6 separate regions of the Mus musculus genome follow, and regions 1, 3, 4, 5 and 6 are each linked to region 2. The links are chromatin contacts, called in public Hi-C, HiChIP or PLAC-seq and promoter capture Hi-C maps. All regions are on one chromosome and are shown on one strand. The core of a region is the stretch at or near the end of the contact, and the rest is flanking DNA. Distances in the headings are between cores, read along the strand shown. Region 1 overlaps Gm46869 (a long non-coding RNA gene). Region 2 holds the start of Mrps15 (mitochondrial ribosomal protein S15). Region 3 holds the start of AU040320 (expressed sequence AU040320). Region 4 has its middle 6.1 kb from the start of Gm32696. Region 5 has its middle 33 kb from the start of Gm40247. Region 6 holds the start of Grik3 (glutamate receptor, ionotropic, kainate 3).

Region 1 (3,750 bases), core at 316-2,815, 750 kb before region 2:
GAGGGGAGGGGAGGGGAGGGGAGGGGAGGCAGCTGGAAGAAAGGAGGAAGGAAGCAGGGTGAGGGAGAGATTATAAGAGAGGGAACAGAGGGCAGGGACCAGCAAGAAATGGCTAGATGAGAGAGAGAGGGAGGGAGGAAGGGAGGAAAGGAGGGAGGAAGGGAGAGAGAGAGAGAGAGAGAGAGAGAGAGAGAGAGAGAGAGAGAGAGAGAAAGGGAGGAGATCGTTTCATTTCTAAAATTTCAATAAGTGGGGTGATGGAAGAAGGTGGAGGAATGAGGATCCAGAAAGGTGAAGAGGAGGAAAAAAAAGATCAGGAAGAAGAAAGGAGCCTGTGAGAAAAGACAAGAAAATAGAGAAGATAGAGAAAATAGTGGGAGAGGAAGAAGGGAAAGAGAAACATAAGGGGAGGAAGGACAGAGAGCAATGAGGTAGGCAGGGGTACTGGAGAGATGGAGATGGTGGGAGGATACTGCAGGGGAGATAGCAAAGGAGGATGTCAGAATGAGGGGAGGAGGGGAGGTAAAGGGGGAGAGGGAGGGGGGAGGGAAGGAGGTTTGGAAGAATGCTCAGTGAGTGAAATGTTTGCTGTGTAAGCAGAGAGACCTAAGTTTGGATTGCCTGTACCCATATAGAGCCAGGTACCAAGTGTGTGTGTGTGTGTGTGTGTGTGTGTGGGGGGGGGGGGGTGTACGTGCACCGTGCGCATGCGTGTGCACGTGCATGTGTGTGTGACTCCAGTGCTAGGAAGTGGAGACAGGAAGATCCCCAGGTTCACTGGCCAGCTAGTCTGGCCAATGGGTGAGGACCAGGTCCAGTGAGAAGAGACGGTGCCTCAAAAAAACAAGGTGAGGGAAATAGAGGAAGAAATACCAGGTCTACCCCTGGCCTACACACACAGATACAGACACACAGACACAGACACAGACACAGACACAGACACAGACACACACACACACACACACACTCACATTCACAGATGAAGCAGGAGGAAGGAATGTGAGAGACAGGAAGGGCTAGACAAGGGTAGGAGAAGGAAAGAAGGAGGGAAGGAAGGAAGGAATAGAGGTCGGGAAGGAGAAGTCAGGTAAAAATGTCAGGAAGGTAAGATGTAAGATAGGTGTGTGGGGAGCAAGGGCTGGCGGGAGATGGATGTTGCTGGGGCAAGAGAAAGGCAGATGAGGAGAGAGGGGGTGAGGGCAAAAGAGGAGGGAGAGGGAGTAAGGAGAGTGGGATGGAGAGGGTGGGGGAGAGAGAGAGAGATTGATTGGAGGTCTATTTCTGAAATCTTGTCTTCTTAGGTCCACCCACTTGAGGAAGAGACCAACAATGTGCTTTCCAGGATGAAGCGAGCATGAGAGGAGGCGCTTGGAAAATCTGACTTAACTAAGAAGGGATAGGGAATCCTTGATAGAAGACCTGCAAGTATCAAAGACCCAGATCTAGACCCAGCTGCTCGCATCCGGGCCTCTGTAGATTCAGGACGGCGGACAGAACCTCGCGGGCCTGGGTCTCCTTTCCTCTCGCAACAGCACCGCAGAGAGCGCCCTTCAGCACCGCGGACAGCAATCCTGCTGGGGTCAGAGCTTCCACCCAGCCTCTGCCTGGAAATGGCTCTTTGGGGCAGTTGGGATGCAGGCCCGCGAGCGGCTGAATAGATCAATTATTTTTCAGAACATGATTTTGATCCCGATGTTACTTCTCAGGATCACTGAGTGGAAAGGGCTCGCGGAGAAAATGGCATTTTTTATCACCCTGGCAAAATGCTCCCGCACTGATGAGATGAGGCGCCCGGCGAGTGCGCGCGCGCACTTGTGATACATAACTAACCAGAAGCATAATCTTCTAAATTGAAAGCCATAATGTTTGCTGTTGGAGCTAAATATTAACAGGGCGTTGTCTCCCCCAACGACCCTCGGGAGACAGCTGGCTTAGCGGGAGGCTGCCGTCATATTCAAGCAACTTGATTAAATTCCTTTCTGCCATCAGAATTAAGAAATGAATAGTTTTATGAGAGTCATGCCACAGAGGACAGGAAAATGAAATGTTCAGGAAAGAGAGCAGGAGGGTTGCCTGCTCTGTGTTCCTGTAGGGAGTGCTGTCAATCTACCTAGAAGGGGTGGGCTCAGTATTGTGTATGATAGGCAGTCTTGACTCCTCTCTGGTCATAAAACACACTGTGGAGCCTCCTTAGGAGATCTCTCAGTTGTTCATGGGAGAGGCAGCAAATTGTGTGGCTGACTTCATGATCTCCGGATCTAGAACCACTGTATTCAAATCCCATTGTTATTCCCAAGTTGCTGTGTGATCTTAGGCAAATTATCTAACCTTTCTGTGGCAAAGCTTTTCTAGTTGTAATAAAATGAATTTATCTCAGTACTTAACCTGTGGAGTGTCTGTGTGGATTTATTGAGTCCCAAGACTCTTAGGACTGCTCTTTAACTCAGTAAAGAATATATAAACATACTAGTGTTATCATTAGTATTAGGAATAGGTCATACTACATAAAATTGTTTAGTAGGTAGAAGGAAAATCACATTACCAGCAACTTAATGTGATATATGATTAATGTTATTTGTGCAGCAAGATTTTTGTCTGTTGTGGCCACTCCTTCCCACCGATATGATTCTTCTGTTCTCAGAAAAGATGAAAGCATGATTTTTTTTTCATCTGTAAAGTGGATCTGGCAGCCACCTCACAGGATTATTGAGAACATTAAGACAACTCAAAATTGCAATAAAGCTGACAGGGCTCAGAAGGTAGGAGAGCATGTCTGGAAATCAGCTCCCGAAATATACTTTGTACTGGAAAAGAAACAGTCACGGGGGGTGGGGGGTGGGAATGAGAGGATCCCAGATAAAGTCAAGTGGGGTGGCACATTCCTATAACCCCAGCACTCAGGAGCCTGAGGCAGGAGGACCAGAAGTTTAAGGGTAGCCTGGGCTACAGAGCAAGACCCAGTCATAGATAACATCCACACAGATAGACAGAGAAACAACGTTAGTCTCAGACTCAGCAAGTCTTTTTTTTTTTTTTTTTTGGAAAAGGAACTCAAAAACAAATTATTGATGAGTCACCTTAAGGTTAGCTAGCTGCTGTGTTCACTGGTGAAATCTGCTCAATGCTCTCAAGAATCCTGAGGAGCTAGGGGATATGGCTAGTGTAGAGTGCCTGCTTAGCACAGAGGAAACCCTGGTCCCCAGAACAGCACATAACTGGGTAGGAGATGGAGGCAGGAGGATTAAGAGTTCAGGGCTATCTCTGCTTACATAATGAGTCTGAGGCCAGCCTGGGATACATGAGACCCTGTCTATAAGTTAAAATGAATCCCGTGAGGTGAAGCAGGAACCTTGGATTAAAGATGAAGAAACTGAGGCTCAGGAAGGTTGAATGATGATTGAGAATCACACAGCCAGTGAGGAGGAACAGGAGCTCAAACTGCTGCCTTGCCCTGGAGAGAGGTGGGGTTGAAGTGCATGTCTGGTGAGTCCTGGCTATGCTCATCCATCCATCCTCCCCACCATTCCCCCCAACCCCCAGTCTCCACACAGGCCTGTCTTTCATCCTGTAAAGTCATAGAAGCACAGGACGGAAGCCACAGCCCTGCTGAGTCTAGATTTTACAAACTGTCCTAGGAGAAGCCGTTTTAAATGCCTGGCCTCACATTTCTGGGGCGACTGCTCCTATAAATAAGATGCTCGACATAGTAAATAGTCCAGAAAATAGTAGCAGGGCGTGGGCATGAGAAAC
Region 2 (3,844 bases), core at 521-3,020:
GTATGTCTGTTATCACGGAGGCTGGAAGAGGGCTATCCTGGAACTCACTTTGTAGACCAGGCTGGCCTCGAACTCAGAAATCTGCCTGCCTCTGCTTCCCGAGTACTGGGACTAAAGGCGTGCGCCACCACCACCTGGCTAACCTGGAGCTCCTGGATTCAGCTATCCAAGGAGCCAATGAGCTCCAGGGATCACCTACTCAACTTCCCCGAGCCCCTGTACTGTACACGCAGCTGCTGGGATCTGAACTTGGATGTTTATGCTTACACAGTGGGCACTCTACCAACTGAACCATCTCCCCTGCCCCTCCCCTTTTTGAGACAGGGTCTTATGTAGCCCAGTCTGGGCTCAAACCAGCTATGCAACCAAGGATGACCTCGAACAACTTTTAATCCTCTTGCCTTCCATTCCAAAGTCCTGGGGTCACAGGCATATGCCACTACACCCAGTTTTTACGTACCACTGGGAATCCAACCCAGGACTGTGCATTCTAGGCAGGGACTCTGCTAACCAAACCACATCTTCAGTTGCCTAATGTCATTTGAGTTTCATGTAACCACATTTGTCAGGATTATTCCCTGTGCTAATGGAGACCTTTCCACAAAAGCCTTGCCTGTCTTGGGTCTACTTTCCCCGGCCCTGATCTCAGGCTTGGGATGGTGTGTTCTTTCCTTGCCCCTCTCTTTACCCTCCCCACTACTTTTCCTTTATATTTGCCCTTGCATCCCTCATTTCAGTTTTACCACAGCTGAGTACCGAATACTGACTATTTAAACATGTGTTTTGTATACAGCTGCTTCGGTCTATAGGCTGAACAATGTAAAAGACATTGCTACCAATCTCATTTGATGTTTTGAGAACACTGCAGCCCATAAAGGTAGACTTTGCCCACAGGGTCTCATAGTAATGGCTCAGTACCCTACCAAAAACTCTATCCTTAGTCACTGAGATACAAGCCAACGAAAGAAGGCTAGAACCTGAGGGTTCTTACAGGGCCCCGGTGTCTGGAGGAGGGCCAAGAAAGAATATTAGCCTCTGGAGAAGGTAAGGAGAGTCCCACAGAAGCCCTAAAATAACTAGGACCTAAGACAATGGTTCTCTTTTTTTTTTTTAATTAAAGATTTATTTTATTTTATGTATATGAGTACACTGTAGCTGAACAGATGGTTGTGAGTCTTTTTTTTTTTTTAGATTTATTTATTGTTATATGTAAGTACACTGTAGCTGTCTTCAGACACTCCAGAACAGGGCATCAGATCCCATTACAGGTGGTTATGAGCCACCATGTGGTTGCTGGGATTTGAACTCAGGACCTTAGGAAGAGCAGTCAGTGCTCTTAACCGCTGAGCCATTTCTCCAGCCCCAGGCAATGGTTCTCAACCTTCCTAATGCAGAGATACTTTAATACAGTTCTTCATGTTGTGAAGACCTCTAATAAAATTATTTCCGTTGCTAGTTCATAACTGCAATTTTGCTACTATTATGAATTGTGATATAAATATCTGATATGCAAGATATCTGATGTGTGACCCCTATGAATAGGTCGCTCAACAACCTTCACCCCCCATGTGTCTTGACCAACAGGTTGAGAACTGAGGACCAGGTCAGGAACATAAGGAATTTAGAAAGTGATTAGGCCGGATGCAAGGTCAATAGGTGACATTATAGCGTTCACACAGTGCTCCGGGCCTGTAAGCGTAGAAACAGGCCCGCCCACCAGGCCAAATTCCTGGGCTCCGCCCCAGCTCCCTGACAATCCGGAACCGATCCATTCGCTCAGCCCTCGGCAGCTCTTGTCGCGCTCTCACCTCGATTGGTCGAGCCCGAACCGTCATGGCTGCGCCCATGTAACCTGGATCCACCGCGGAGCGGGCAGTGGCGGTGCGGGCCCCCCGTCGAGTCGGGAGTCAACATGCTGCGGGCCGCGTGGCGTGCGCTGAGCTCTGTTCGTGCCCAGGCGGTGACACGGGCCCCAGTCCCTGCGCTGAGGGGCGGAAGTAGCGCCAGTCTGCTCTCTGCGCGCTGTGGCCTGCAGCCTCCGAGTGAGCCGCCGAGCTGGGTCCCAAGGGACTGGGCGAAGATGGAGGAGACCAGGCACCCGGAGACCCGAGAAAGGCAGTGACAGGATGAGAAAGAGGGTGATGGCTAGGGAAGGGGTGATGAGGAGGGAGATAGGGAAGTGAGGCGGTAGTTAGGTGCAGGTGCCTACAGTTCGTGGGAGAAGGGACATGAGGGGCTGTGTATGGCAGAGTCTCAGCCCTTTCTATTCTGCGTAGGTCTACTGCGCGCCGCGCGAGCATACGCCGCCGTCCAGAAACCAGGTACGAGGACTTGGGTTGTTGAGACTTGAGGCCGCCTGGAAGGCTTGGGGTGGACAAGGGAACAGAGGTGGCGCGCAAAGGGACAGGCCAAGACCCCCCCACATTCATTGTTTAGGGGTGCACGAGAAGGTAGAAGTAAGAGCTTTCGCGTGAAAGCACTCACTCATTTGACAATACAGATCACCAAAAGCTCCGCCTCGTTGTGTGCATCCCTACTGTGTCAGATGAGAGTGAGGTCGAAGCCCGAGGTCCAACCCAGTCCAGCTTGGCTGGACCCAATGAGTGTGTGGCTGGCAACACTAGCAAGAGTTACAATTCTAGGAATGTAACACTTTTTATCTGCTATTCTGAGAGGAAGGATGAAGTTTCCCATCCTAAGTTAGCATGCCTTAGGGCCCTCTAACAAACACATACTATTTGAGGCAAGTTTGCTTTTTTTGTGAACCAGCGCTGAAATGAGTGTCAAAGGATCCATTGGAACACAGTTAATAGGATTCAATCATGGCAGCGGTATGAAAAGCACCCTTAACCCCGTGCACAATAAACTGTGATATCATAGTCTTTATTGCTTCTAGTGTCCTTTGCATAGTGGCAGGACAGAGTCTGGCTTGAGAGGATAGATTATCTTGGTTGCGCTGGACTGGGTTGGACTACAGGCTTCAACCTCACTTCCAGTGACATAGTAGGAATGCACACACAGAAGCCGAGCTTTTAGTGATGCGAACTGGCTATTGACATTCCCTTAAAGCTAGCAGCACTTCCTCTCACCCTGTACTTCATTCATGTGGTCAACCAGCAAGCTTTGTTAAAGTGCTACTTCTAGACTAGACTATGGACTAGGCTGGGGAATCGAGGAGTTAAAGAGAAGCCAAACTCACTCCTGTCCACGGGAGAACCGATCCCAGTGAGGAATCTGATAACTGTAGAGCCAAGTCGGTTTGTGTTGCAGGCACAGTGGATGTCTTGAGAAAGGCCCCTTGTTTGCAGCATGCAACATGCAGGTGCCCACAAGGCTTGCAAAAGAGAAACTGAGCTAACCTAGTTTGAGACCCTTAAACCCTTAGGTACTTGCCACAGATTCGGGGAGTGAGTGAGAGGGATGGAGCCTGGGAGGATGGGAGTTCACGCTGAGTATTTTCTATCCTGTATTTGACAGTCCAACCCAAGCAGGACGATGAACCACCCTCCTCTGCGTTCATCAAAGAATACAAGGACATCATCCCCAACATAGAGAAGTAAGTGGAAAGCAACGTGCTTGTGGGTACAGGCGTTCCTGGGAGGATAGACAGGGAGTAGAAAAGGGGTGACCTAAAGACTTGGCCTGTTGTACTTGAAACTGGATTCTGTGGAGCCCTGGATGTGAGCACTGATGAGGGCCGCAGGTCTGATGGGCTCAGGTGGCCAGCTGGGCACCCGCTGCTCACAGAGCTCAGCTCGCCTTTTGTTTCTGGTACTCTGAGTGAAGACCTCACACTAACAGAGGCCAAAGAACTAACATGCTCTGCTGGTCTTGGTAGAAATCT
Region 3 (3,578 bases), core at 495-2,994, 710 kb after region 2:
TCTGCCTGGTTCAGAGCTGGCTCACAATCCGAGGCCATGATGCCCGCCTTGCCCAACTGTGAACACAAGAGGGACTGAGCATCCCTCTGCAGAGGAGGGGCGGGGGCGGGGGTGGAAGTGGAGGATGTAGGGAGGGATTAGCACAGAGGGAGGGGGGGTGGATTTGGAAGGGTGGCTTCCTCATGACTGACCTCCCTTGGGGGAGCCCCTTTAAGAGGCTGGACCTACAAATTCTTTAGGATGAAGAAGGGACCCTGGTCCAAGGTCACCTCCAGAAAAGTGGGATATGAGGACCATGCATGCCGCTGCTCAGCTGGACAGCTTTCCTCACCAGTCTAGAAGTGGGAAGGAGCTGGCCCAACTGCTCAGCAGCCCCTGGCACCAGACACCGGGTTTTATCTCTCTCCAGGAGGCACACGAGGAGTGAGCGGTGAGGACAGACAGGGAGGAATGCAGACAGACACGGGTCAAGTTCGATTATCCGGACTCACGCCGACAAGGAAGAAAAGGACATTCTAGGGTTCCTTTCCCCTCCCTTCTTCAGAGAAAGTAGACTGGCTTCAGCAGGAGTGAGAAGGCAAGCTCTCCAGAGAAGGCTTTGAAGACTCCCCTGTGGACCCACCCCTCCAGCCAGGGCTCTTAATCGCCCCCGCAGCCTCCTTGCCTTCTCTTCTTTCCCTCCCTCGGGCAGAGGCTGCAGAGGCTGCAGAGGCTGCAAGAGCAGGAGCTGCAGCTGCTGCTGCAGCAGCAGCAACATTAACCCCTTGTGCTCCCTGTACTCTCCCTGTCCGTCCCGCTAACAGCCTGTGGGTGCCGGCACTGGCTGGAGAAGGAAAGAGGGGTCGGGTGGCTCTCAGGATAACAGAATCCAAAAGCCGGATAATCGAAGCGGGGCTGCAGTGATGGAGAGATGAGAAGGGGAGAAGGGATCCTGGCGGTCACCACCTGTCCCGCCGCAGCCAGGTCACAACACGACATTGATGAAGTCGAACGACAGGGCAGCGATGAGATCACACTTCACGATGGCGCGGTGATGTCACGGAGAGATCACAGCGAAATCACGACATGAAGGGGACAGCCCCCAAATATGATAGGGCAAATTTAAAAAAATATATAGGTAGATAGATAAATACTGAAAGGGGTTGTGACAAAATGGAGTCTCGACAGGGTACGGTGATGTCGAGATATGGCACGATGGAGTCGCGATAGGGTCCCTGGGGAGTCTCGGCATCGATCAGCGCCGGTTCGGAGAGGCTCCGGCTGAGATGCAGGGGAGGGCTTGAAGGGGGCTGAGCTCACCAGGCTGCGGCCCCGAGCGGCGAAGTCTTTCTCCGGGCGCGATGCTCCGGGAGCCTGGGGCTGCTGCTCACGCCGCGTTGCCCACTCTTGGCTCCAGGCTGCTACAGCTCCACCCCCACCCCCGCATCGCTCTCGACCAATCGGCGCTGGGCTCACTCCGCACTCTGACCAATGGCACAGCAGGGCGCTAAGCAGTAGGGGGGCGCCTCCGGTGCGGCCATCTTGCTTGTGGGCAATTGCCCGAGTCTGGGGCCTGAGTGCTCGAGCTAAGGAGGAAAGGTGCGGGCCGCCCCGCAAGGGCTCGCGGCCAAAGGCTGAGGGCCCGGACGTCCTCGCTTGTGCGTAGCTCTCCCCTCAGCGCCGCCCCTCCTCCCACTTTTGGGCTCGCGGCTGGAATTGCGCTTCCGGAGGGTGGGGGCAGGAGGACTGGCTCAGCGTGAAGAGTATGTTTCCGGGTTGAGCCCCGGGAGGTGGGAAGGAGGCGGCGTTTCCGGCCGCGGTCGCTGTCCAGGGAGGCTGAGGCAAGAGGGAGCTGTCCGGGTGGGGAGCCAGCACTTCCTTCTTCCTCCTCTGCGTGAGGGGAGAGAAGGTTGGGGGTCCCCGAGCCCATGGATCGGGAGGAGGCGGAGGCCGCCGAGAGCCGGCACCCCTCTATGTGGCCCTGAGCCCCGGTAGGTGGCCGGGGCGGCTGACTGCCAGGCCGAGGACCAGGAGCTCAGGGGAGGGGCAGAGGCGGGACGGGCGATGCCTCGGGTACGCTGGTCCGGCGTTGGGACCCGGAGATGGCGCTCCTGGCTGGGACAGGACAAATCTGCTGCTTCTAGCCTTGCAGGTGCCAGAGTCCCAATCTGAACCCCTCCGCTTTGGGACTCAGGCCTGGTCAGGCAGCTCCCTCTATTCCCTGACATATGGGCAGACCAGGCTGAGGCACTGCGGTCCTTATGATACTCTCGACCTCTGCAGCCTCGTCCCGAGTTGCTGTCTCTGGTGTTTGATGATCTTCCCATCGAGATTAAAAGAAAAGAAAAGGGAAAAAAAAAAGTTGATACAGAATAAAGGGGGCGGGGCTGGGCTCGTTGGCGAAAACCTTCCTCCTTGAGAATTTTGACAATTATGCCCCTTAGAGGGTCCTGCGGTGGCTGCAGTGAGCACAAAAAGCGAACTGAAGGAAGTCAAAGTAGAAGACCTCAGGCGGGGTTCCAGGAATGCTTTGCCTGGTCTCATCTCACGGTGGTTGTGCCCAACTGACAATAGAAGCTGTTAAAGCTCCTTAGCTGACTCTCCTTGTGCTATCTTGTGATTAACAGACTGGAAACTAGGAACAAATTGGAAAGACGACCTCCTAGAACAATCTGTTCATTTTTCCAGCTATTTGGAAAACAGTGTTTGCAAATATAAGCAAAGCTATTCATGCAGTCTGTTCTGTAACTTTCTCAAACATCTAGGACTTTTTTCTTTCTTTCTTTCTTTCTTTCTTTCTTAAAGCTTTATTCTTGATTACTCACACCCGTTGAATAGACCGGCTCTGTCGTTATTCAAACATATCTTATCGCTGTGTATATAAATGGAGTTCCACGTATGTAGCTGACAGACTGAACTATGATACATTCCCCATCAACCTGAAGTATTAAGTAAACATTACCCCCTGCTGTATCTGAACAGCTGCTGCAACAGCGTGCTTTTATTTCGGGTGTACTTGTAACGCCCTAAATGCCAGAACTACCGGGAGCTTTTCTAGATTTTCATTTGTCGAGTATTGTGGGGGTGTGTGTGTTCTCTCCCTGGGTTGCTACCCTTTGATTTGATAACAAACATTTTGGGTCTTAGCAGTGTTTTGTCGTTCCTGCCTCTGGTCAGCAAGCCTTTAACTGGACCCTAGCAGTGATTTGTGCCCATAGGCAATTGTAGGTTTGAGCCGAGTAAATGGCTAGGAGTGCAAATGAGATTAGCTCTGCCTCTCCCATGCACTTGTAACCAGTTTGCTAGTCCAATGGTATTTATTACTCCTGTTTTCAAAGCCTTCTCCTTTCTTTTTTGCTTTTCCCACCCACGTGCCAAGATATTGATGACAGGTGTTGAGTCACCTTTAGTTTTAAATCCTTTTGTGGTAGGCAGAAACGAGAACACACTCACGAACACACACACATACACTCTCTCAGCTCCATCCTGGGAGGCTAGCGAAGTTTCCGAGTATAGCTTCTTAGGCTACACCTCATGATCTTTTCAATGTGTTTGTGGCCTACACACCTCTTTTCTGACCCATGTGCCCTAATGTACAA
Region 4 (3,541 bases), core at 362-2,861, 730 kb before region 2:
TCTTGGGACCAAAGCAAAGAAGGTGAGGCCATTCACCCAGTGTCTCCTAACCAGGAGGAGACAGCACCGGGGATGCCCAGGCAGATCTGCTTGGCTCCCAAGGCAGTGAGTGCTTTTCAGAACCATTACTGCCCCGTAGGAGGCCTGGCCCCTGCAGGGTTGGTAAGGCTGCCTGGGAGGATGGGCCCAGCGGGTGGCACTAGCTGCTGAGGTGAGCTAGCACTGCCAAGCCTACTTCTAAAAGTGACAGCTGGCCATTGTTTGCCAGGCAGCTGTGGGCTGCAGTTCCCACAAACTGGGGACGACTTAAAAAGCTGGGCTCTGTCTTAATCGATCTGCAAATGTACCGAGGAATTGAGGTAATTTCTCTAAATTTTACCCGTATTCAAATTCTAGAGGTAAGCATACGGGAAGAACAAGCCTGCTCATACACTGGAAGCAGAGAAAGGGCTGGCATTTTATGTTATTTTTACCCTGGGCATCAGGGAGGGAGACTCACCAGGAATACCTCATTACTTGAATTTTGAATATTTCTCTCGAGTTGAGCACAAAAGGAAGCTTGAAAAAAAAAAGTGAACACACTCACATGCTGGAGCCATCTCTCCTTTTGAATGTGTGACTCACACCGGCCTAGTTAGGTTTTAATAGCACAATTGTAAGAATCAATCAATCCTACGTAGATGTGTGTACTCAGAAGCGCTGAGGAAAGAAGCCATTCCCAAGAGTATTACGATCTCAAGACACTAAAATTATCTTTACCGAAGGACATTAGCTGCAAGCGGTAATGTCAGGTTTTTCTGTTTTTCTCACCTAAGCCCCAAGGTCAGGTCACAGGGATGACTGAGGAAGTGTTTGGGATGGAAGTGTTAAGAGAGCTCTAGAAAGAGACCAGTTAGTCATTGACATCCTTTTCCACCTCCACATGAGATGCATATGGCCACTAAGTAGTGTGGAGTGCAGCCTCAAGCCATGGGTTTTGCCACCAAATAGATCTAAGTCAGAACTCCCTCCCCTCTCTGATGCTGAGCCTGATGACTGTGGAGGTAACTCATCAGGCCGCTCCTGGCTCCCTACGATGAAGGTCAGGGGAAGGCAGGCAGGGAGGTGGACTACTTGTCTTTGGATGTTGAGCTTGGCCCATTGCCTTATTCCGGCAGATCTCAGAATGTGAGTGTTGGATCAAGTGACGTTTGAGTCCCACACAAGGCCCAGCAGAGTTCTCCTGCTTAGCTGCCTTAGTGGGTGTGCACCTCCTTTTAGGAGCTGGGCTTACCTTCCAACATGCCCTAATCAGAACCTCAGTCTCCTTGTGTTCCAAGGGTTTCTTTCCTGAGCATGCGAGCACACTATTTCCATCCTAGAGCATCCGTGCCTGGGCCCCCTTCCTCTTCCTCCATTCCTTCTCTTGACCTTTGTGTGTATAGGCTGTGCTTCTAAGCCCAGGAGAACTCCTGTCCTGAGAGAGTGATACCTTGCTTCTAAAGGTGGGTGGGTTGTGAGGCCTGGCCTAGATGCATTGCAAGCCAGGAGCTGCAGAAGCCAGGGCCAGCAGAAGGCAAACCTATAATTAATCCCCAGCATCCTCCCCACTATTGTCTCTTCCCCATTGAGAGCAGCCAATTAGCAGTTCCACATTTCTCTGCGTGGCAGCCGCTTATTAGAGAAGACAAAGGCAGCATTGATTCCAATTTGTCCCGTGTTTGGCTGTCTCTGAAGTTAAAGATTGCATTTAGGGAGCAGCAACGGAGAAGCCATGGAGGGGCAATGGCGAGGGAGCACCTAAGATTAGTTGAAATAATTTTAGCTCTATTGTGAATGGCTAAACTAAATATAAACAGAAGAGAGAAGAAAAATTTCCGTAATGTTAATTACCATAAGCATTAAGTATCCAAAAATGAGGCGTACAATTTGTTTGGTGACACTCTGATAATTAAATCATTTTCTCTCACGGAAGCTCCTTGCAGGTTTTCATGGAGCCTGGTTCCTCTGGGTGGCGTCTCTGGCCCCAAAGGACCTCCAGATTCTCATTCTGAGTTCCTGAGGCTGCGATTTCTCTCCAGCCCAGGTGAGCTGTGCTGTGTCACTGTTCACTTGAATGATGGCCCAGGTTCTGTGCAGCCTCAGGAAGGGAGACAGTCTAAGGTCTGGGCTTAAGTGAGTACCAAGAAGGCTCACTGCTCATCCATCCATCCATCCATCCATCCATCCATCCATCCATCCATCCATCCATCCATCCACCTATTCATCCATCCATCCATCCATCCATCCATCCATCCATCCATCCACCTATTCACCTACTCATCCATCCATCCATCCATCCATCCATCCATCCATCCATCCATCCATCCACCTATTCACCTACCCATCCATCCATCCATGCATCCATCCATCCATCCATCCATCCATCCACCTATTCACCTACTCATTCATCCATCCATCCATCCATCCATCCATGCTTTCTCATTAATGCATTCACTGTACATTTTTGAACATCTTTATTATGCAAAAAGACATTATGAATCATTGACAAAGAAATACTATTTTAGGCTGGAGAGATGGCTTAGTGATTAAGAGCACTTGTTGATCTTTGTAGAGGATCCAGGTACAGTTCCTAGCATCCACATTGGGGACCTTACAACTGGATCTAAATCCAGTCCAAGGTTTGATAGATGATAGATGAATGATTGATGGATACATGAATGAATAAATGGATGAGTAGATGCATGGAAGGATAGTGGTTGGGCGTATATATGGATAGACAGATGCACAGATGGATGCATACATACTTGAATGGATAGATAAAGAGGTAGGTAGGTGAATGGGTAGATAGTGGTGGATGAGTAGATAGGCAGATAGATGGGCACTATGCCATCTTGATGCCCACCTTAGCCCAGACCTTAAGCTTCCAAGATGGAAGGTTGTATCTCTGAAGAAATTATTACACCACACTGTCCTACCAAGTGTATAAGTTATGGCCATCCCCAAGGGAGCCAGCAGTCTTGGGTGACAGTGAGGAGGCTAAGAAGGAGTATGTGGAGAAGTCAGAGATGGAAGAGACAAGCAAATGTATTTAAGTACTTTCTTTGTACCCAACACTGTGCGCCCTGTCTTATCTGTTATCTCCTTTGTTCTCCACCTCAACCCCCACCCTGAGATTATTATCCTTGTTTTTACATCTGGGGCTTCTGACTCTCAGAGATGTGTCCAATTGGGAAGACCGGTCTGATGACTCAATGTGGGCTTCCTGCTGTCACTCAGTCCCTCTTCCTGGCCTGGAGCCTTTTTTCTCCCAGCTCCCTCAGCTTCATGATTCTTTTAGATGGCTTGTTCCAGCCACAGCTTTGCGTCCTGCTTCCCACAGATTGGGATCCATTTTCCCTTCTAACCACAATGTACGCTGTGCAGTTTATTTTGTATTCTTTCCAGTTGACCGCCTCTATGTACAACTGAAACAAAAATTCCACAGAACAACACATTAATATTTTCTGGGTGCAGGGTGCTATCATAACTGAGTTCATTCTGCTTTGCTTTAGCTTTGGTT
Region 5 (3,736 bases), core at 694-3,193, 630 kb before region 2:
AGTCACACTCCAGGCTCCAGTGTGTCCCAAAATTGGATTTGTCACTGACCTGCTTTCTTTAAAAACTATAAAGTCTGTGGTGTGTGTGTGTGTGTAAATAAAACAGGCATTTATTTTACAACTCTCCCCATATTTGATTTGTATGGTTGTTTTCTCTGTGTAACTGCAGGAGACTTATTTCCAGGGCTGTGCAGTTCAACAGGGTGGTGTGATCCCTGCTATGAATCCAGGGTCAATGTCATACTGTAGTGAACATTCCCACTGTAGCTCCAGGGGCTCAAGGCCATGGTTTCTGGAAGGTTCATGTTTACAGGACAATCACAGGGTACACAAGGTGCAGGCAGCATGGCCTTGCTCTTTATAGCGTCATCCAGTTTCCAGATGTGTTGAGAGAACATAGTGACATCAGACCAGACCAGGCTAGACCTAGGGCAGTGGGGGTCAAGGACAAGGCACGGACCTAGGATAACTCAGGCCTATTGGGGGCCAAGCAAAAACAACTCTTTGTGTTCCTGCCCTGAGCTGCACCATTCTCACACTCTCTCCACTGAGACCCTGAGATACGTAGGGTCCCTGAGGATAAACAGGCGAGTCTCGAGGTCACCATGAGCAGCCTGGACTCTGCCTGGAGACCCAGCCTGCACCTGACCCCCTTTCTTCCTCACCTGTCCCCGTCAGCACCAGTAGTGGAGAAACTGAATGTTAGAGAGGCTGGCATGGTCAACACTGACTTATCCACTCAGTAAGTGCCTGAGCTGTGCCCTGACTCCCAGGTGGTCAGGATTCTAGGAAGAGGTGGAGCACGGGAGAGTCAACCAGCACTGCGTGTACCACCAGCCCCACACTAGAGATAGAGGATAAGAGGAAGCTGGGTACTAAGGAACACTCTAGACACTCCAACGGTGGCTACTGGAACACTACCTGATCCATTCATTAAATTGGTACCTGTCTGGAAAGGTGTCTGGGAAGGCAGAGACTTAGAACTAGGGATGAGACATTTTCTAGAAGCTTCCACTAACATCTGCGGAGGTAAGTGCCCTCTAAAGCTCATAAAGAGGCTTTTTTTTTTTTTTTGGTCCCCAGACAGGGTTCCTCTGTGTAGCCCTGGCTGTCTTGGAAGTAGCTCTATAGACCAGGCTGGCCTCAAACTCAGAGGTCCACCTGCCTCTGCCTCTGAGTGCTGGGATTAAAGGCATGAGTCACTACCATCCAGCTATGAAGAGACTCTAAGATGCTACCTTTGAACTCTCTGAGGAAGGTCTCAGGCCCCCAAGGACCTTTGGATGGGAATTTAGACTCTTACCATTTGCATTTTGCATCCTTGCATCTGCTGGAGATATGTAGCGAGCTGATCCAGCTCCACTCCGCCTGGCAGGGCTATTTCTCACTCTAAGTGATACATCAGCTCCAAGGATGGAGGTCACGCACTGAGTCACGTTGCCTTAGAGAGAATAGGAGTCACTAGACAGCTTGCTGAGGCTGCAGTTCCTGGGCCTCCTATAGGTCTGGGATTCCAAGGCTGGGATTCCAAGGCTGGGTGAGAGTCTGCTGCGCCCAGACATCTGTCTCCCTCGACATCACAAAGCTTAATTTTTTTTTTTCTGAGACAGGGTCTAGCTATGTAGCTCTAGCTGTTCTTAAACTCACTGTGCAGATCAGGTTAGCCTCTGATTATATAGTGTGTTTCCTCAGCACCCCCAGCTAGTGTCTGCTACAGGCTGGGGAGGGGGCAGGTTGCTCTCCCCACAACTGGTGACTCAGAGATCCAGGCTCCTCTGGTCTGGGGATTTCACCATTCTTAACTCATGTCTCCTAAGTCACTGAGAAAGGAGAGGAAAGCCCAGGGATACTCACTCCCCAGTGGTTTTCACAGCTGGCCTAGGAAGGATAGTTTTCCATTCTACTCAGTGCCCATTGGCCTAAACCCAGCCACATGATCCCAATCTGACTGCAAGGGAGCCTGGGAAATGTAGTCTTTTATTCAAGAACAGCAAATTGCCTTGAGATCTGGGGAGCAACTAGCCTTTTTTTTTTTTTTTTTTTTCTGTCATGGAGACTGGATCCATTCTGGTTCATAGGTTCCTGAACCTTTTGGGTAAAGAAGGTGGCTGGGCCGTGGCTGGTTCTGGAAGGCCTCACTGGTCACACTTGGGTCTCTCAGCTCATTTAGAAAAAAGTTTGACTTTTTTTGGGGGGGAGTGGGTTGACTATTATTCACTCATGGCTTCTCTGTCCCCATCTTGTCCAGCTGGAGCTAGACTGGCTCATGGGGTTCCTATAGACTGATCACTATGTCTGTTGAAGAGAGCATTTTGGCCTCGGTGGATTAACTCTGTAATCAAGTAGCGATGTCTGCCACAGTATAGGAGAGGCTGGTGCTGGTGTGAATGCCTTAGAGTGCAACCTCATCATAGCCACTATAGGGACACTCGTGACCCTCCACAGCTTGTCCTTGAATCCGATCCTCCACAGTCTGTCTCATCTCTACTTGCCACAGAATGAAGAATAGGTTTGGAACAGCTTCTGTGTGTAAAAAAGAGCCATGGCTATTAGCTGTCATCTTGATCATCCCATCTTGTTTGCTCCTGTGAGCCAAGCTGCTATGCCTATACCCCATCATGGTAAGGCTTCCTAGAATTGGGCTGAATGTGGGTGATGTGAATTGACCAACACAAATTAGAACCATCCTTATGCCTCCCTCTTTCCTGCACCTGGTCTCTATTAATACAGCTGCAGACTGTATTAGCCCCTCATTGATACATACACCTGTGCTACGCTGATCAACTCTCTAAAGCCCACGTGCCTGTCTCATATACATTACAATCTAGCCCTGTGTCTCAGCCTCTCCATCTTTGTTCAGATTCTCTTTACTGAAGATTGAGACCTTGCATTCACTCCTGTTTTATTTCATCTCGTGTGGTTCACCTTCAAGACTGCCAAGGTCCCCTTTCTTATGCCTTGAATGCTCTTTTGTCTGCTCCTAAATTGACTTTTCACAGCTGGTGAGAAGCCGGGGTTGGAGCGGTGAGCATTGTAATCACCGTCCTCACGCAGCACTGGCTCTGCCTGGTGCCGTGCACTTTGCATATAGGAACTCGCTAACGCTTCAGAGGGTTACCCGAGGCCAGACCCCAATCCCAGACGCGGGTGGAGATGCCCCCTTCAGCCCCGGTCCCTGGGACTCAGAGGCACGATATGATACAGCCTGGGTTTAACTCAGTGTCTTTCTAACCAGCCTTAATACTGCTAGCCCCAGCACCACACTGTCAGAGAGAGGGAGGAAATTCAAGGCCAAACTTGGAGCTGTCCATCACAGAGCAAACCCATTCCAGTTGTCTTAAGTAGGGTATAATTTATTATAGGATGGAGTTGCTCATAGAACTGCTGGAAGGATTAGAACACTGAAAAAAAAAATTCCAACCCCAAACTGAACTGTCCTATCAGCCCACAGTGCCTGTGACTTCAGGATGCACAGTGCTCAGCTCAGGCCTGGCTTTTGGCTTTGGAGAGTCCTGGCTGGGTAGCAATGAAATCATGTTACATGCAAAACTCTCCCTGCCAGGTGTCATGATAATAAAGCTAGACTCTCTCATTCCAAAAGACAGAAGGGAGTGTGACTCTTACCGAGCCTGGGGAACACCCGACTCTGCTCACTGCCCTCTTCCTTGGGGACGTCTGCGGTGATGTCATTGTTTTCCTTCTGAGAATATTCTTTCCACCCCTGGCCAGAGCTTGA
Region 6 (3,714 bases), core at 964-3,463, 560 kb before region 2:
CACATGTCCTCTGTACCCAGTCCACTCACATGCCACCTTTAGAGTTAGTCAGCCTTAGGCACTGGTAGCTGCTCTCTTCTCAGCTCTTTCCCTGTCACTGTCAGGGCATAGGATTATCTTCCTTCAAAAACACAGCCAGGTCCTTTCCCTTCCGGGAACCAATCGAACAAGCTGTGGAATCTGAGGGTCAGGCAATGCGCTGCCAGGGTGTGTCTCCGGTGAAGAGGCTCTCAACTATGTCCCATGGATCCTCTGCTCCCCTCTTCTGCATGCCTCCTTGCTAGGTCCTTGTGGGCCTATCCTGTAAGATCCCATGGAGAGGGGGCAACTGCGGATCCTGACGCTGCCGATCTGTGTGTCTTTGCTTCTTTGGGCAAATTCAGAGGCCCGATTGGGGAACTAGCCATTCTGGCTCCAGGGAAGGCCCAAGCATGGCCTATTCAGAGACCTCTGCATAACAGCTGATCACCTAGGATGTCCCGGAACTCGTACACACGCCTCTCTTTTATTGGGCAGAGCCCAGGAACCCTTTGCTCCCAAGGCCACTGGTGCAAGTTCAGATGGGAAGAAGTCCCTTCCTAATTGCTAATTGGCTACACTGCCTTATTCACAACTCCACACAATGCCTGGAAGCCCTGCGCCACATAGGGCGGGAAAGAAAAGACGGCAAAATTAACAGGCCTGTTTGGAGCGCAACGCATTATCTATTTGTAGGAAAATTAAAGATTTGCTCTTCAGATGTAGGGGGCCATGCTCTTACCAGGCAGCTGGCAAATGGGAGAGATTGGAAATGATTGAATAGATCAAATTATTTAAATGAGAAAAATAAATTCGCACACAGCCTAGCCGCTGCCCGGTGACAGATCCGTTTATTTATCTACTGTATCGGTACCGCTTTGTCTCTGTCAAAAAGGTCATTAAACTCGCCTAGCTGCGTAATTCGCAGCCTCCTGCTCCTGCCTCGCTTCACAGCCCTTCTCTTCCCTCAGCACCCAGCGCCACTTGAAAAAAAATTTATTATTGGTAATAAACAACATTTCTTTTTAACCCTTTCGGCTTCCCCCCCTGTGTATCCTACTCTGTCCCATGAACAATACAGTTTCTCTGTATTGTTTCTCAGGAGGAATCCGGGAGGGGGCTCCAGTTCCTCCCGCATAGTTGCGGAAGAGGACTGAGAACCCAGCGGGCTCCAACTCCAGCGGCCCTCGAAAACGAAGGCTTTTGCGAATTTTCTCAGTAGTCCTCCTACTGATGGTGCGTGGTCAAGTCCTACCTTCCACGCAGAGGGTCTGGCCTGGTGTCTCCCTCACGGTTAGTTTCTGAAGCTCCGCATTCCCTAGTTCAGCTCCTACGGTTCTCTGATTTCTACTCCCAACCCCACTCCCTAAACCTCCAAGCCCTGGGCCAGCCCTGCTTTCCCAAGGGCTAGAGATCAAGAGTGAAAAACAGCTCCAGGTCAGTCTCCTGCCGCCGCCGTCCAGCCAGCGTCGGCCGCGTGGGAGCTGAAAGGCGAGGCTCCGCAGACGGCAGGCTCCGGGTCTCGCGGCTCTCGGCGGGCGCGTCTCTTCCAGCTGGTCGGGCCGCTGGGTTGCCGCCGTCTCCCAGCTCCTGGTGCCAGCTCCGCCGCTTTACGCTTGGCTCCCCGGCTCAGTGCCTTGCCCTGGGGGCGGCAGGGCAGATGGGGACGCCTCAGCTGCGGAGGATAGTCTCCATCCTCCGGGTGTCCCCCCTCCCAAATCCTGTCCAGGGTCCCTTTCCCCGCCCCCTGCGCAGGTGTGAGCGCGCAAGTGTGCACCCGGGCGAGTGTGAGTGGGAAGCGTGTGTGCGCGGGGGAGTACGCGGAGGGAGCGCGGGCGGCGGGCGGCGCGGGAGGCGGGAGGCAGGGCGCGGGGGAGGGGGCTGGGAGGGAGTGTGTGCGCGCGTGCAACTCCACTCCGGGGCTTTGTGCGAGCCCGGGCGATAGCATCAGCGGCGGCTGGAGGAGGAGCGGCCGGAGACGCGTGCAAGCCCGCCCGGCAGCCGGGGCAGGTGGGAAGCCCGCGCGGGAGCCGAGCCGACGCGAGCCGGAGACGCCGCAGCCGAGTCCGAGCGGAGCCCGGGCGGAGCCCAGGAGCCTTCGCTCGCGGGCGGCCCGTGGGCGGCAGCCGAGGCGGGGCGGGCGCCGGCGGGGCGGCCCCCCAGTAAGATGTGCGCAGCGCCGCGGGGCGCCCCCCACTCGCAGAGGCGCTCCGGAGCCGGGCGGCTGGGCCAGGCGGCGCCTCGGGGGCTGCTGCGCGCCCGCGCCTAGAGCTGCCGCCCCAGGGAGCCCGCCACGGCCGCGCCCCGGGCACGCTCCGTGGCGCCCAACGATGACCGCTCCCTGGCGGCGCCTCCGGAGTCTGGTTTGGGAATACTGGGCCGGGTTCCTAGTGTGCGCCTTCTGGATCCCAGACTCGCGCGGGATGCCCCACGTCATCCGGATCGGTAAGGGCTCCCCTAGAGCCGGGGGTCTCTGCGCGCTCGGGTGGGGACGGGAATTGGGGGATAGTGGTGCTCTGAACGTGATCCGAAAGATTGTCCCAACCTCCCTCTAGGCTGCAGGGTTCGGGTGTCTGCTGGGAGCTCTTAGAGGGGGAGGACAAAGTTCCAAAGCCCGGGTCGCGGGGCCTTACGGGGAAGAGGCAACCGGGCCGCGGTGGCTAGGGAACCTGGATACGCTCCGGGGTAGGCGACGCGGTGGAGTGTGGCGAAGGTTCTAGCCCTAAGCCAGCGCCTCGGGGGAATTTCGCCGCGACTGCTGGCAAGGATGGCCGCAGACCTAGTTCTGGGACTGGCTTCTGCGCAGAGTGGGAGCCCTGGGGAAGGCGCCAACTTCTCTCCCCCCCACGGGCACCTCGCTGGAGCAAGGGGTACAGGGGATGGATTCGCCGGATTAGGATGGCGGATTTCCTTGCCCCTAGTTGGCCGAGGCTCGGGGCAGGAGAGGGTCAGTCCCCTGCTTGTCGCTAGAGCAGGTCCCCCAGGCCCAGGCCTCTTTCGATGAGGAGTAACCGAGACTGGGAAAAGGAAGCGCAGGAGGCAACCCTGCGCAGCCGGGGACGAGGGTTGCGAGTGGCTTTTAAAGTTAGCCGAAATCCCTCCGCAGCTGGCGGCGGCTGGCAGTCTGCGCGCGGCTTTTTGGGGCTCTGGCTTCTCGGCTTCTCTCACCGCTGCAGATTTCTTACTCTGGGCTTTAACTTTGTTGTGGCCGCCGGAGGCACCCTGCGTGGCAGCGCTCAGGGCTGGGCGGGAGCCCACGCGAGTCTTTAGCCCACTCACTTCTCGGGGCTGAGCTAAGCTGGGCTACCCAGGAGCCATCGTTACCGTGGGCGGCCCGCACCAGGCCGGAGACCTGGGCAGCTCGGGCTCGCGAGACACCAACATCTGGTGCGCAGCCTACCGAGCTCTACCGAGACAAGGCAACCTTCCTCCTCCTCCTCCAGGACTCTCTTCAAGGGGCTGCCTTTGCTTCTGCAAGAGCGGACTTTATGTGGCCGGCAGTGCGACGAGGATGCAGGAAACTCGGGCCAGGCTTGGTTTATGGGTACTTGAGGTTTCTCCTAGGAGGCAGTCCTCTCGTTCACTCTACCCGGAGCCACGTCCACTTGAACTCAGCTTCAGAACGGGAACAGAGAACGATCCTCAGATCTGCAGATGTTGAGGTCTTCCAGTGCCTACAGTCCGATTCCGGACCAG

What was found. Promoter capture Hi-C pulls out the DNA fragments that hold promoters and counts their contacts. A called contact is a pair of places that touch in the nucleus more often than the background predicts. HiChIP or PLAC-seq counts read pairs in DNA pulled down with a chosen protein or histone mark.
Region 1: a contact with region 2 is called in an H3K4me3 HiChIP or PLAC-seq map of neural tube, with 5 times the contacts expected there. The contact joins the enhancer-like site here to the promoter of Mrps15 in region 2. A contact is called at or near these places in 3 of 39 promoter capture datasets (cranial neural crest, embryonic stem cells and hippocampal neurons) and 2 of 115 datasets of contacts at active chromatin or transcription factors (astrocytes and neural tube).
Region 3: a contact with region 2 is called in an H3K4me3 HiChIP or PLAC-seq map of bone marrow-derived macrophages, with 2.7 times the contacts expected there. The contact joins the promoter of AU040320 here to the promoter of Mrps15 in region 2. A contact is called at or near these places in 2 of 484 Hi-C or Micro-C datasets (CD4 T cells and CD8 T cells), 2 of 115 datasets of contacts at active chromatin or transcription factors (bone marrow-derived macrophages and memory CD8 T cells) and 1 of 9 other capture datasets (adipose tissue).
Region 4: a contact with region 2 is called in a Hi-C map of forebrain, with 5 times the contacts expected there. The contact joins the enhancer-like site here to the promoter of Mrps15 in region 2. A contact is called at or near these places in 3 of 39 promoter capture datasets (cranial neural crest, hippocampal neurons and stem cell-derived epiblast-like cells), 1 of 484 Hi-C or Micro-C datasets (forebrain) and 4 of 115 datasets of contacts at active chromatin or transcription factors (astrocytes, embryonic stem cells and large pre-B cells).
Region 5: a contact with region 2 is called in a promoter capture Hi-C map of stem cell-derived epiblast-like cells, with 3 times the contacts expected there. The contact joins the enhancer-like site here to the promoter of Mrps15 in region 2. A contact is called at or near these places in 3 of 39 promoter capture datasets (cranial neural crest, hippocampal neurons and stem cell-derived epiblast-like cells), 2 of 115 datasets of contacts at active chromatin or transcription factors (bone marrow-derived macrophages and stem cell-derived neural progenitor cells) and 1 of 9 other capture datasets (embryonic stem cells).
Region 6: an H3K4me3 HiChIP or PLAC-seq map of embryonic stem cells shows a contact between it and region 2, with 11 read pairs. The contact joins the promoter of Grik3 here to the promoter of Mrps15 in region 2. A contact is called at or near these places in 3 of 39 promoter capture datasets (cranial neural crest, embryonic stem cells and hippocampal neurons) and 4 of 115 datasets of contacts at active chromatin or transcription factors (astrocytes, embryonic forebrain, embryonic stem cells and 1 more).

What each region holds. Positions count from the first base shown.
Region 1 is chr4:125,299,161-125,302,910 of GRCm38.p6, forward strand. Gm46869 (a long non-coding RNA gene) reads left to right here. Exons shown (of 4, transcript XR_001784438.1): 4 at 1,302-2,384. Among named protein-coding and RNA genes, the nearest start is that of Gm46869, 10 kb to the left of the region's middle. Within about 2 kb of position 1,566, at least 48 of the 459 cell types and tissues checked have an H3K27ac peak or open chromatin away from gene starts, as enhancers often do. A contact at or near this core is called in neural tube, where this site is marked.
Region 2 is chr4:126,045,158-126,049,001 of GRCm38.p6, forward strand. It overlaps Mrps15 (mitochondrial ribosomal protein S15), which reads left to right and starts at 1,771. Exons shown (of 8, transcript NM_025544.2): 1 at 1,771-2,042; 2 at 2,277-2,321; 3 at 3,478-3,556. The coding sequence starts at 1,913.
Region 3 is chr4:126,752,026-126,755,603 of GRCm38.p6, forward strand. AU040320 (expressed sequence AU040320) reads left to right here and starts at 1,745. Exons shown (of 21, transcript NM_133886.2): 1 at 1,745-1,970. It overlaps Ncdn (neurochondrin), which reads right to left and starts at 1,404. Exons shown (of 7, transcript NM_011986.4): 1 at 946-1,404; 2 at 1-56. The coding sequence starts at 978.
Region 4 is chr4:125,317,915-125,321,455 of GRCm38.p6, forward strand. No RefSeq gene overlaps it. Among named protein-coding and RNA genes, the nearest start is that of Gm32696, 6.1 kb to the left of the region's middle. Within about 2 kb of position 1,612, at least 13 of the 459 cell types and tissues checked have an H3K27ac peak or open chromatin away from gene starts, as enhancers often do. A contact at or near this core is called in forebrain, where this site is marked.
Region 5 is chr4:125,412,583-125,416,318 of GRCm38.p6, forward strand. No RefSeq gene overlaps it. Among named protein-coding and RNA genes, the nearest start is that of Gm40247, 33 kb to the left of the region's middle. Within about 2 kb of position 1,944, at least 34 of the 459 cell types and tissues checked have an H3K27ac peak or open chromatin away from gene starts, as enhancers often do.
Region 6 is chr4:125,488,483-125,492,196 of GRCm38.p6, forward strand. It overlaps Grik3 (glutamate receptor, ionotropic, kainate 3), which reads left to right and starts at 2,214. Exons shown (of 16, transcript NM_001081097.3): 1 at 2,214-2,463. The coding sequence starts at 2,349.